Regions from separate parts of the Mus musculus genome. Here region 1 is linked to region 2. Evidence: chromatin contacts called from public capture Hi-C data. All regions are on one chromosome and are shown on one strand. The core of a region is the stretch at or near the end of the contact, and the rest is flanking DNA. Distances in the headings are between cores, read along the strand shown. Region 1 overlaps Hk1 (hexokinase 1). Region 2 overlaps Gm51765 (a long non-coding RNA gene).

The links. Capture Hi-C pulls out chosen DNA fragments and counts their contacts.
Region 1: a capture Hi-C map of embryonic stem cells shows a contact between it and region 2, with 2.2 times the contacts expected there. The contact joins two enhancer-like sites. A contact is called at or near these places in 1 of 115 datasets of contacts at active chromatin or transcription factors (embryonic stem cells) and 1 of 9 other capture datasets (embryonic stem cells).

The regions. Positions count from the first base shown.
Region 1 is chr10:62,281,362-62,286,368 of GRCm38.p6, reverse strand. It overlaps Hk1 (hexokinase 1), which reads left to right. Exons shown (of 18, transcript NM_001146100.1): 10 at 1-21; 11 at 1,520-1,668; 12 at 1,971-2,090; 13 at 4,463-4,558. Among named protein-coding and RNA genes, the nearest start is that of Tacr2, 31 kb to the right of the region's middle. Within about 2 kb of position 3,423, at least 34 of the 459 cell types and tissues checked have an H3K27ac peak or open chromatin away from gene starts, as enhancers often do. A contact at or near this core is called in embryonic stem cells, where this site is marked.
Region 2 is chr10:61,824,694-61,830,052 of GRCm38.p6, reverse strand. It overlaps Gm51765 (a long non-coding RNA gene), which reads right to left. Exons shown (of 3, transcript XR_003948879.1): 2 at 3,234-3,317. Among named protein-coding and RNA genes, the nearest start is that of Gm40674, 18 kb to the left of the region's middle. Within about 2 kb of position 1,857, at least 19 of the 459 cell types and tissues checked have an H3K27ac peak or open chromatin away from gene starts, as enhancers often do. A contact at or near this core is called in embryonic stem cells, where this site is marked.

The DNA.
Region 1 (5,007 bases), core at 2,174-4,673, 450 kb before region 2:
GGAGCATCCCAGATGGGACTGGTGAGGGCTTGTTGGGGCTGCCACACCTCTATCCCAGGAAGAGGGTGGGGTAGAGATGGGGTTGGATAAGGGACATATTAGAACCCTCTTGAGGATGCTGTTGGATTGGCCATGTCTAGTTTTACAAGAGCTGGAATCTTACCCAACCCAGTGCAGTTTGTGTGTGTGTGTGTGTGTGTGTGTGTGTGTGTGTGTGTGTGTGTGTGTGTGTGTGTGTTTGGGGACTTAGAGCACTTCAGTTTTCCTAGTGGGACTTCCCAGGCTGGTGCTCTTTGTAAAACCGTGTTAGAAATGGAAAATGGGAAGCTTGCAGGGCAGTACACACCTGTACTCTGAGCACTCAGGAGGCTCTAGAGTTGAAGGCCAGCCTCAGCTACATTGTGAGTTCGAGGCCAGCCTGGGCTACATGAGATGAAACAACAGAAGAATTCACATGGTCCTCATCTTTTAAGTAGTGTCAGGGTATGTGTGACCTGGGGCTTTGTATACCTGGGCTGGTCGGAGAAGCATCCGCGACCCTCACTGAGCCTAGCTCCATGGTGACACTGAAGAGATTCTTAGGTGGAGCCTCAGAATACCAACTGTCTGGGATAGAAGACACACCTTCACCTCCATGAGCCGCTGCTTGGTGAGGCAGAAGTGGACCAGGGATTTCTCAATTTTAGTGCTATAAACCAACCACTGTTCAGTGGGTCAGTGGGTCAGCTGTGGGATTCTGCTAATCCAGGCCAGGGTCTGCTGACCTCTGCTGGGGGTCAGCTGAGAAGCCACCCTCTCAGTCTTTACTATATACCCGATATAGCTGGCCTTGGGTTTCCCACCCATGGGTCACTGTGCTCTGCTGCTGGACAGAAGCAGAATCTGGAGGCCGAGGCCAGGGCTGGCCCAGCTTTGCCTATGCCACTTCCCTTTGGGTTCCAGAATCCAAAAAGAAGAGAAGCAGGTTCTTCCATTGTTTTCAATGACAAGAGCCATAGGTCCAAGCTGAATGGGGGCGCACGCACCTTTAATCCCAGCACTCGGGAGGCAGGCAGAGGCGGGCAGAGGCAGGCAGATCTCTGAGTTCAAAGTCAGAATGAGTTCCTGGGACAGCCACAGCTACACAGACCCTGTCTCAAAACAATAACAATAGCAACAATAACAACAAAAACAACCATACACCCACATTGCAAAGAGGGAGGGGAGGCTGTGATCATTTTTAGATTCATACATTGATACAAATTATGCATTTTTATATGAGGGTCACTAAAATGAAGGTACGGTTGTCAGGCTTTTAAGTGACAGTGAAGTTCATTGTGCCTAGTGGTTCCCTTCTGGGGCCACCATTCTGATGCCAGCCCAGCTTGTGACTCAGAGCCTAGACCGTGCTGTATACCACAGGAACCATTCATTTACAGTCATCTCCGTAATGCCGGAGGGGGCCGGTCTGGGGGGTTACTGGCCACTAAGATGCACGCAGCCGTTTGAGGCTTTTTCTCTGTGTTCTTCCCGGTGACAGAGCATGGTGACTTCCTGGCCTTGGATCTCGGAGGAACGAATTTCCGAGTCCTACTGGTAAAGATCCGTAGTGGGAAAAAGAGAACAGTGGAGATGCACAACAAGATCTACTCCATTCCCCTGGAAATCATGCAGGGCACCGGGGATGAGGTAAGGTGGGCCCGGCGCATGCAGGCCTGTGCAGGGTGAATCCCACACCTGGCCAATGATGGCACTGGTGGTCATGAGATAACCCGTGTCTGCCACATAACATTGTAGCTGTGCCCCTAAAGCATCAGACCCTTTGAGCCCGTGATACTCCAGTGACTGGGGAGTTCCTAAAGAAAACTGTTTATGTGTGTGTGTGTGTGTGTGTGTGTGTGTGTGTGTTTGTGTGTGTGTGTGTGTGTGTGTACATGCTAAAATTGTGAAACCAAAGAGAGCCCGGCTAGTCCATCCCTTTTCTCTTCCAGCTGTTTGATCACATTGTCTCCTGCATCTCCGACTTCCTGGACTACATGGGGATCAAAGGCCCCCGGATGCCTCTGGGCTTCACCTTCTCGTTTCCCTGCAAGCAGACGAGCCTAGATTGCGTGAGTGTCTTTCCTGTGGACCTGACAGTGTTGAGTTCCTTTGGCTAGGGTTTCCTTCGACCTCGCGGGTATCCCTGGATGTCTGGGACAGCCTTACATGTCTCATGGGTCCCTCTCTCCAGAATGTCCCTAAGACCTGTACTCTTGAGCCGTTGTTTGCTAGGTGGCAGCGGCAGTGCACACCTTTAATCCCAGCACTTGGGAGGCAGAGGCAGGCTGATTTCTGAGTTTGAAGCCAGCCTGGCCTACAGAGTGAGTTCTAGGACAGCCAGGGCTACACAGAGAAACTCTGTCTCAAGAAGCCGAAACAAACAAAAACACTGGAGCCATGACTTTTGAGAACCCCTGGGGCCTCCGGGCACAAAGAATAACTTTCAGTATAGAGCTTTGCACGCGTCTTAGGAGCTCGCCAGGTCTTTGCTTCTTTCGTTCCTCCTCAACCCCATTTTCCCTCCACTCCCTTATCCCAGGCCACCTTCCAACTTGCTCTGTAGCCACAGCCTTCTCTTCTGACACCACTGCGTCCTCCTCCACACCGGGGGTTTTTGTGTACTGGGGAGTGGCACCTAAAGCTTTGCCCATGCTAGGCAAGCACTCTGCCAGCTAGCTACATCCTCAAGCCCTTGGCAGCTTTCCTTGTGGCTGCTAGTACAGCAAGGTGCTGGATGCCTATAGGCCCTGGGGCAGTGCCCTGTTAGAACAGACCTGTAGTAAATGCTTGCTCAATCTATGGGATGAAAAGGGTCCCAGATGGGCGTGGCTCTCCCCCACTGCTGGAACTAAGGTGTGGGTACAGGTGGAAGGTTTCTGTTAGGGTTCAACACAGGACAAGTCTCACTCTGTAGCTGTGGCTCCTCCCACACTTTTCTTCCAACCCCTACCCTGAACCTCCTGGGGGCTGGGCTTCTGCTCCCCACCCCCCCTCGCCCTGATTTCTATATTTCTCAGTCCTTTTGGTTATACTAGGCTCCTTTTTTGGATGGTGACTCCTCTCTTGCTCTCCCTCCCTGTCTCTTTTCTTGGTCCTGCCTAAGTCAACTTGCCATGTTTAGCCTGGGCTCCTTCCTCTGCCTGCTTTCTCCCTGTGTCTACTATAAAAATCGTCTCCACACTTTCGGAGTAGGCATATATCCTTCTCCTCTTATTTCTTGTTTCTTTTTTTTTCCATCCATTTACAATCTCTGTCCTTAGGGGTTTCCTATGGCAGTGCCAGAGTCAGAGGCACGTACCAGCACTCTGCCACTGTGCGGGAAGGGCCAGGCCTGGGTGGGCATACTGTGTGCAGAGAGCGAGAAGGTGATGCTGAGTCACTGAGGGAGGAGCCAGCCTGTCTGGAAGATCTGCAGGCAGCCCTGCATGGCGCAAGTGGAGACACGGCCAGGGAGGGGCCCGAGGGGATGGTTTAAGGGCTGATTGGCAGCCCCGGGAGAGCTAAGTAAGGTGGTGTCAACAGAAAAGCTCCAACCTAAGGAGGTTGTCTACAGCCATGAAAACAGGGATTGAATAATTCCAGACAAGCAACATCAAAAGGAGGGAAGTGCATGCACACACACACACACACACACACACACACGCACACACACACACATATACATGGACACATAGACACGGCACACAGACACATACATCTAACATCAGTTGACTCTCTCTAAACATTTTTTTAAAGGCTGGGGCTTATGTTGCCCAGGCTGGGAATCTGTCACACAGATTCCTTGTGTGGCCAAGGATGGCCCATCATTTCTAATCCTCCTGCCTCTTCCTCCCATGGGTTGGGATTCTGAGTGCCTACTATCACACCTGATTTGTGCAGTGCTGGAGATCAAAGCCAGGGCTCTGTGTTCTCTGGGCAAACCCTCTACCAACTGAGCTACATCTCTGCTCCTAAACTCTTGTTTATTGCAGGTCTGATTTTTTTTTTATAAGATCTCATTATATAGCTCAGGCTAGCCTAAAACTTAACTTAAGTACCCCAGGCTGGTCTTGAACTAACAGATGATTTCTTGCTTCAGTCTCTCAAGTGCTGAGATTCCAGGTATGAAACAGATGCACACGCACACTTGTGGCATTTTCCCCCAGCAGTGTATAACTTCAGACCTGTGAAGCCTAAAGTCGGCCTATAAAGTAACACTGTTACTGAATTTTTGCATTCCTTTAAATAAGCCAACCTTATGTGCCTCCATTTCTCCATCTGTGAAGTGGGTTTAGAAAGCAGATGTCTGTGAAGATGGTGGGAGGGGCCAGCCCACAGGATTCCACTCTTGCTTTACAGCCTCTGTGGTTATTGCCCGGGAGGTAGGGTGTCACATTCTCCTGACTGAAAAGTGACCTGAAGGTTACTCACCTAAACTCTTTGGGTGCCTTTCCTGTTTTAGGGAATCTTGATCACGTGGACAAAGGGATTCAAAGCCACCGACTGTGTGGGTCACGATGTAGCCACTTTACTGAGGGATGCTGTAAAAAGGAGAGAGGTAACTTAATCCTTTTAAGATAATTTTTGCCTTGCGTGGGGCGGGGGAGGGTACAAAAATTAAGCTTGCTTTTTTTGTGAAGAATTGGAACACCACAGGAGCATGCGATTTGGAAGTGTCCCTGTCCCCACGCCCGCCCCAGTCACTGCCAGGCGGTCAAGTGACATTTGTCAGTTTTGTATCATTAAGGGATGGTAATATGGGCTGGTGAGCTGGCTTGACAGCCTGCCACCAAGCCCGAGGGCCTGAGTTTAGTTTCTAGGACCCATGTGGTGGAGTGAGAGAATCCTTTCCTGTGGTTTATCATTTGACCTACACACATGTGCTGTGTGTGTGTGTGTGTGTGTGTGTGTGTGTGTGTGTGCACATGTGAAAAGGATGGTACACCCAAAGAGAGGTAAAATCATGACTCATAGGGATGGAACAATGGAAAGTTCCTGAGGGCCCAT
Region 2 (5,359 bases), core at 608-3,107:
TGTGGACCCGCCCACGCTGCAGGTCTCTTGTGTCAATGAAAAGGCCATTTGCTTGAATCCAGTTTCCTGGCACCTTCTGTGTGTCTGTCTGTGATGTCTGTGTGGACACTCAAGCAAAATAATCTTTTCATTTGTGCTTTGAATGGTTTCTCCTCTGATCTTCCGTTTTCATCCGCTAAACCTTACCTTGGAGGCCACTTGCACCTCTTCATCGATGGCATCCCAGAGCCTGCACAGCTGGTGCCTGCAGAACTGTGTGGAAACCCCACCCCACCCCAAAGTGCTTTACCACAAAAAGAGTTCACTTGCCAACACCCAGAACCCCTCCTGGCTGACAGGTACCTGGACACCACAGTTGGCTTTGACATCCATGCAGAGAGCTCTGTGGCTTGCTTCTTGTTTGGAGGAAATGGATAGTCAGAGAGCTGGGAGGGTTTGTACCTTCCTGTGCTGTTCTGGGTCTTCACCAACTGGTTTCAAAAACCCTCAGCAGTCCTGTCCCGGATATGACACTCTCCAAAGAAAATGGCCCCCCAGGCCCGCAGTTCAGATGGTCCCTTCACCCTTGCTCTCTCTACCTCTGCCCCTGCTCCCATCAGCCCCTGGTGGTTTCTTGTCTCATCCTAGCACTCTCCACCACCATCCCCCCACCGCCTTTTCATTTTCCAATTCTCTCCCCCACCCTCCACCCCCACCCCTCCCAGATCACTTGGCCCTATCTCCTGCCTCCATCCCCATCACTTTGGGCCTCTACCCCCATTCTCCTCCCCAACCACCCACCCACCCCCGCAGCTCTGCAAGGTTCCACTTCAGAGGAAGAAGATACACTGAAAGTTGTCTTGACCTTGACCCCCCCCCCCCAGCTCTATTGTTCTCTGTTCCCACCAGAGAGAAACCTAATACTTGTGTTTGCTTTCCCTTGGGTCTCCATTCTAAGTCTGATCTATTGTGATTAGGGAAGAGGCGCTCCACCTTGTCATTGTTTTGGCCTCGTGATTAAAAGCAGAGCCAGGAATCTTCCTGTTGGTTTTTAATTTAGTTGTCCCCGAAACAGACTCCAGGTCTGTGACACTATCTCCATAAAGAAGAGTGGCCAACTTCAGAGCTTAAATGAAAAAGGAGCACCGGATGTAAGATTCAGGAACTTTTCTTTGATTTCCTTCATATTTGTCCTTGTATCTGCAAGTTTTGCTCTTCATAACCTCGCAATCACGCGGGCCTTCAGATTTAAAGCCTAACTCCGCTCAGGCCAGCGCTGATGGTCACCCGCTTGCCCACCAAAGCATGATGGAGGACTGTGAACAAAGGCCGATTGAGTATCCCCCATGCTGGAAAAGCCTCACAGAATGCTTCCAGATGTGTCTTTGTTTTTCTTTGGGAATGCACCTAGTTTCCCTCCGGTGTATGGGCTGCTGGGATCTGGGACTGCATCTCTAATAGAGAAGACCAAAGGAATAATGATTCTTTTACTTTAAAACCAGCTCTTTGGTTTACGACTTGGCCAAAAACAAGCAAGCAAGCCCTTTGGCCGTCGAGTCCCCCTACGTTCCCGGTGTTTCTCATGAACTACTGGGATTCTGCAGTCCCTGGCTTCACCGCGGTTAGTGCTCAACGTCAACGCATGCGCTCTACAGTGAAAATGGTCTATCAGCGATTTGATGAAGTTGTTGACATACTCATTTGTGCTTTCTGGGCCAAGCAGACGTGTTGGCATCGGTCCCTGTGGGTCTATCCATGGGTGACATCTCTGGGAATATGGCTGGATTCAGACCGGGTTATGAAGCAGGTGTCACCTGAGCCCTTGCCCAGGAGCAATACTGACTACAAAAGCTGCTGGCTGGTAACTTAGAGCCCGCTGGCTTTTGTTAGCATCCAATGGCCCCGGGCTCAAACACACCCTTGTGATACTGAAACTGTGGGCCCTCCCAGGCTGAGGTCCTGTGTCTCTCACCGTGGCTTTTCTCCACCAACTCGGGTCTACAAGCCCGCGTGACTGGACTAGAGCTCACCAGGCACAAAGTCGCCTCTAGCTACCACTGGAAAAAGACATTTCGTAATTCCATGTGTCTAAGAGCTTGAGTTCTAAGAAAGACGAGGTGCCCCACCGCCTAATTCAGGGAGATAGCGGAAATGCCATCCCACCAGGCAAACAGCTTCTAGAGAAAACTGATGGTTTCCAATAACCCCCCTGTAAACTGCGCACCCACCACCCAGCGCCATGGGCGCGTCCTTCCAGCTGCTATTGAAGCATCCGGTCACTCCGCAGCTTCTCTCTGGACCTTCCCGTTGAAACGTTTGTTTCCCTATTTGGTGCATTTGGTACAGTATTTAAACCGGCTTCGTTGGTGTACCTAACTATGAATTGACTTTCTGTTGTTTCTCCAGGACTTGGTGAGCTGGGATTTTGACTGCCCGTACCCAGTGTACGTCTGTCGCTCTGCTTACTGCCAGCTTCCCACCTGCCAGCACCTTTCCTCCTGTCCTGATGTCTTCAGTTCTGTTTCTTTCCTTTATTTTGTTTTATTCTGATCCTCTTCGGTGTGGTTTTATTATATTCTTCATTTTGATTTCTCTGCCCCCGCCTGTGCACTCTTTTCACTTTTCTTGTAATCCCCTGGGATACACAGAAAGTCTGTTCATTTTTGTGCTGACACGGGGAAAGCGCTTTGCTAATAGATGCGGACTTCTGGGCCTGGCCCTTTTCAAGGCTTCAGACGCTCCTCCCCGCTACCAGGCGCTGTTTCAAAAACCTGGGCTCTCTGCTGGGTTTTCCCTTTCCGTTTCTGACTTGATTTCCGGTTATCAGTGGTTCAGTTGGCCAGAACTGAATGTTCTGGGTCAGAGACAGGCATTTCCCTTTCTTCTGTTCAGTAAGTTTCAGGTTAAATGGCCAGAGAGGGAAAACACCCCCAGGTGGCCAGGGTCAGCACTCCACAAGTGCAGGGGACACTGTGTCCCCAGCTAATACAAATCCTTGCCTGTTTAAAATACCCCCGCTCCTTCTCTTCTTCACGGATTAAAACCCTATGGCCTGCCACACAGCAGAGCCTGCTGGGTGGTCTCTCCCCAGCCCCCAGCCGTAGAAGTGCCGCAGGAGTCTAAGGCCTTCCCAGAGAACAGAGGCTTGTGTCTTCGACCCCGACCCTGTTCCAACCCTCAGTTTTACAAAGTACAGGAATCAAAGTTCAGTGCGACTGGAATGTTCCAAATGGAAAGAAAAAAAACCAACTCACCATGAAAATTAACTTGGTCTTTGAAATATGACCTTGGCATGCTGCCCAGAGACGTGTACCACTCTTTTAAGTTAGAGAGGTCTTCTGAAAGAAAAGAAGGAAGAAAAACAATTAACCATATTTGGGTTGAGTAGCTCTTGCCTAGCCCACCCAAGTCCCTGGGTTCAACCCCCAACACTGTCAAGAGAGAGAGAGAGAGAGAGAGAACACTGAAACCCCCTGCCCCCGCAGGTGAAGTCGTGGGGGAGGGGGGGGTGACTCCAACCACACCGATGTCATCAGTGTCCCAAATGTCAAAGGTGAAATCCTCCAGAGCAGTGGTTCTCAACCTATGGGTCTCAACCATTCTGAGAGTTGCAGGTCAGATCCGCATATCTGATATCCACACAGACGATTCCTAACAGTAGCAAAACTGCAGTTACGAAGTAGCAACAAAATAATGTTACGGTTGGGGGTGGAAGGAGTCACTACCACATGAGGAACTCTAATAAAGGGTCACAACCTCAGGAAGGTTGAGAACCATTGCTCCAGAAAGATGTGGGAAGATCAGGGACTAAGTATACTAGCCAAAGGCGTTTGGGAGAGGCCTAGAAATACCAAGAGGAAACGTTATCACCACCTCAATCAGCAACAGGGGCAAGTGGGAGCCTCCCGGAATCAGACTAGACTCCAGAGGAGGCAGTAAAGGCAAGGCTCTGCGCTGCAACTGGACTCCTGCGCTTCTCTGACATCCTGGAGTTTCACGCTGCCATTTCCTAGTCTCTCTGGTGTAAATATTTTCCATTGTAAAAAAAAAATGTAAATACTGATTGTATATTTTGTTCCTGTCTTTTCTAAAGTGGAAGTTGATCTGGATAATAAATCACAAATCTTCTACATCTTGTTCCTTTTTCTTCCCCCACCCCCCCTTCTTCTTCTTAGAAATCATATACTTTAATATCTTTCAGGAGGCGAAGGCTGATTAAAGAGGGCCTTCATTCCTGACTAATGGAAGGAAGATGGCGCCAGCCAAGGAGAAGGGGATTAGGCAGTAGGAGCCCAGAGGAGCTTGGAGTCTCTCATTAACAGGTGTGGGACCCTGACCGAGCCTCTTAACCTCTTGGGGCTTCATCTAAAAGTGAAAACAGCTGCTGGCTTTTAAAACAACCGAGTGGCAGATGCAAAATACTTCGGAAGGGAAAAGTTACATTCAAAAGCACCAAACTGCAAAGTCTCAACTGTCATCATCTCTATTTCTTGGGAGGCAGACACTTCAGGGATGGGAAATCTCCACCTAGCTCCTGTTATTTTTCACATGAACTCACTTTTGGAACAAAACCAGTGGATTTCTGCTACTACTTTTAAAGAGCTGTGGTCAACAGTCAAAATTATTTTGTAGGCTTTAAAAGCACTTGGAGAAGAAATAAGGGCTTTCTCGGTGTGTGTGTGTGTGTGTGTGTGTGTGTGTGTGTGTGTGTGTGTGTGATTTTGTCTGTGTGTTGCCTGTTAGCCAACATGAAGTTGTGTACCACATGAAGTCAGATCCCCTAAGACTGGAATTACAGCAGGCTGTGAGCTACCATATCAAAGATGGAGCCTGAACCTAGGTCCTCTGAAGAGCATCCAGGGCTCCTGACTGCTGAGCTGTCAATCCAGAAGTCCCAACAAATATGTTTTAATGATTTGAATATGTTCTTGGTTTAACCAAAAACTTATCAGTACCTCGAAGAACAGTTTGAAACAGCAGAAATAAAGCCAAATGATCCAAAGACCAAATGGCTTGGGATTGACAATCTAGCCAGCATGAGTGGGATTCTCATAAAATAGCCCAGGCAAATGGAACCAAGACTGTCCAGACCAAAGCCATACAATTCCAAAGTAAGCCGAGGCAGTTCCCACATCAACTTGACCATGGATGTCTGCCACTTCAGCGAAGGATAAAGCTTTCCAAGTTGTCAGCACCCCTCACCTCTCTCAGAGCCAAAACTGACAATTCATAGGACTCCTTACACTCATGAGACAGAGGCAGGAAAATCAGGAGCTCAGCTACATAGCCAATCTGAGACCAGCCTGAGCTACATGAGACCTTGGCTCAAAAATAATAAAATAAAATATCTCCAGAAAATTGAACTCAGTACTTGTATCTC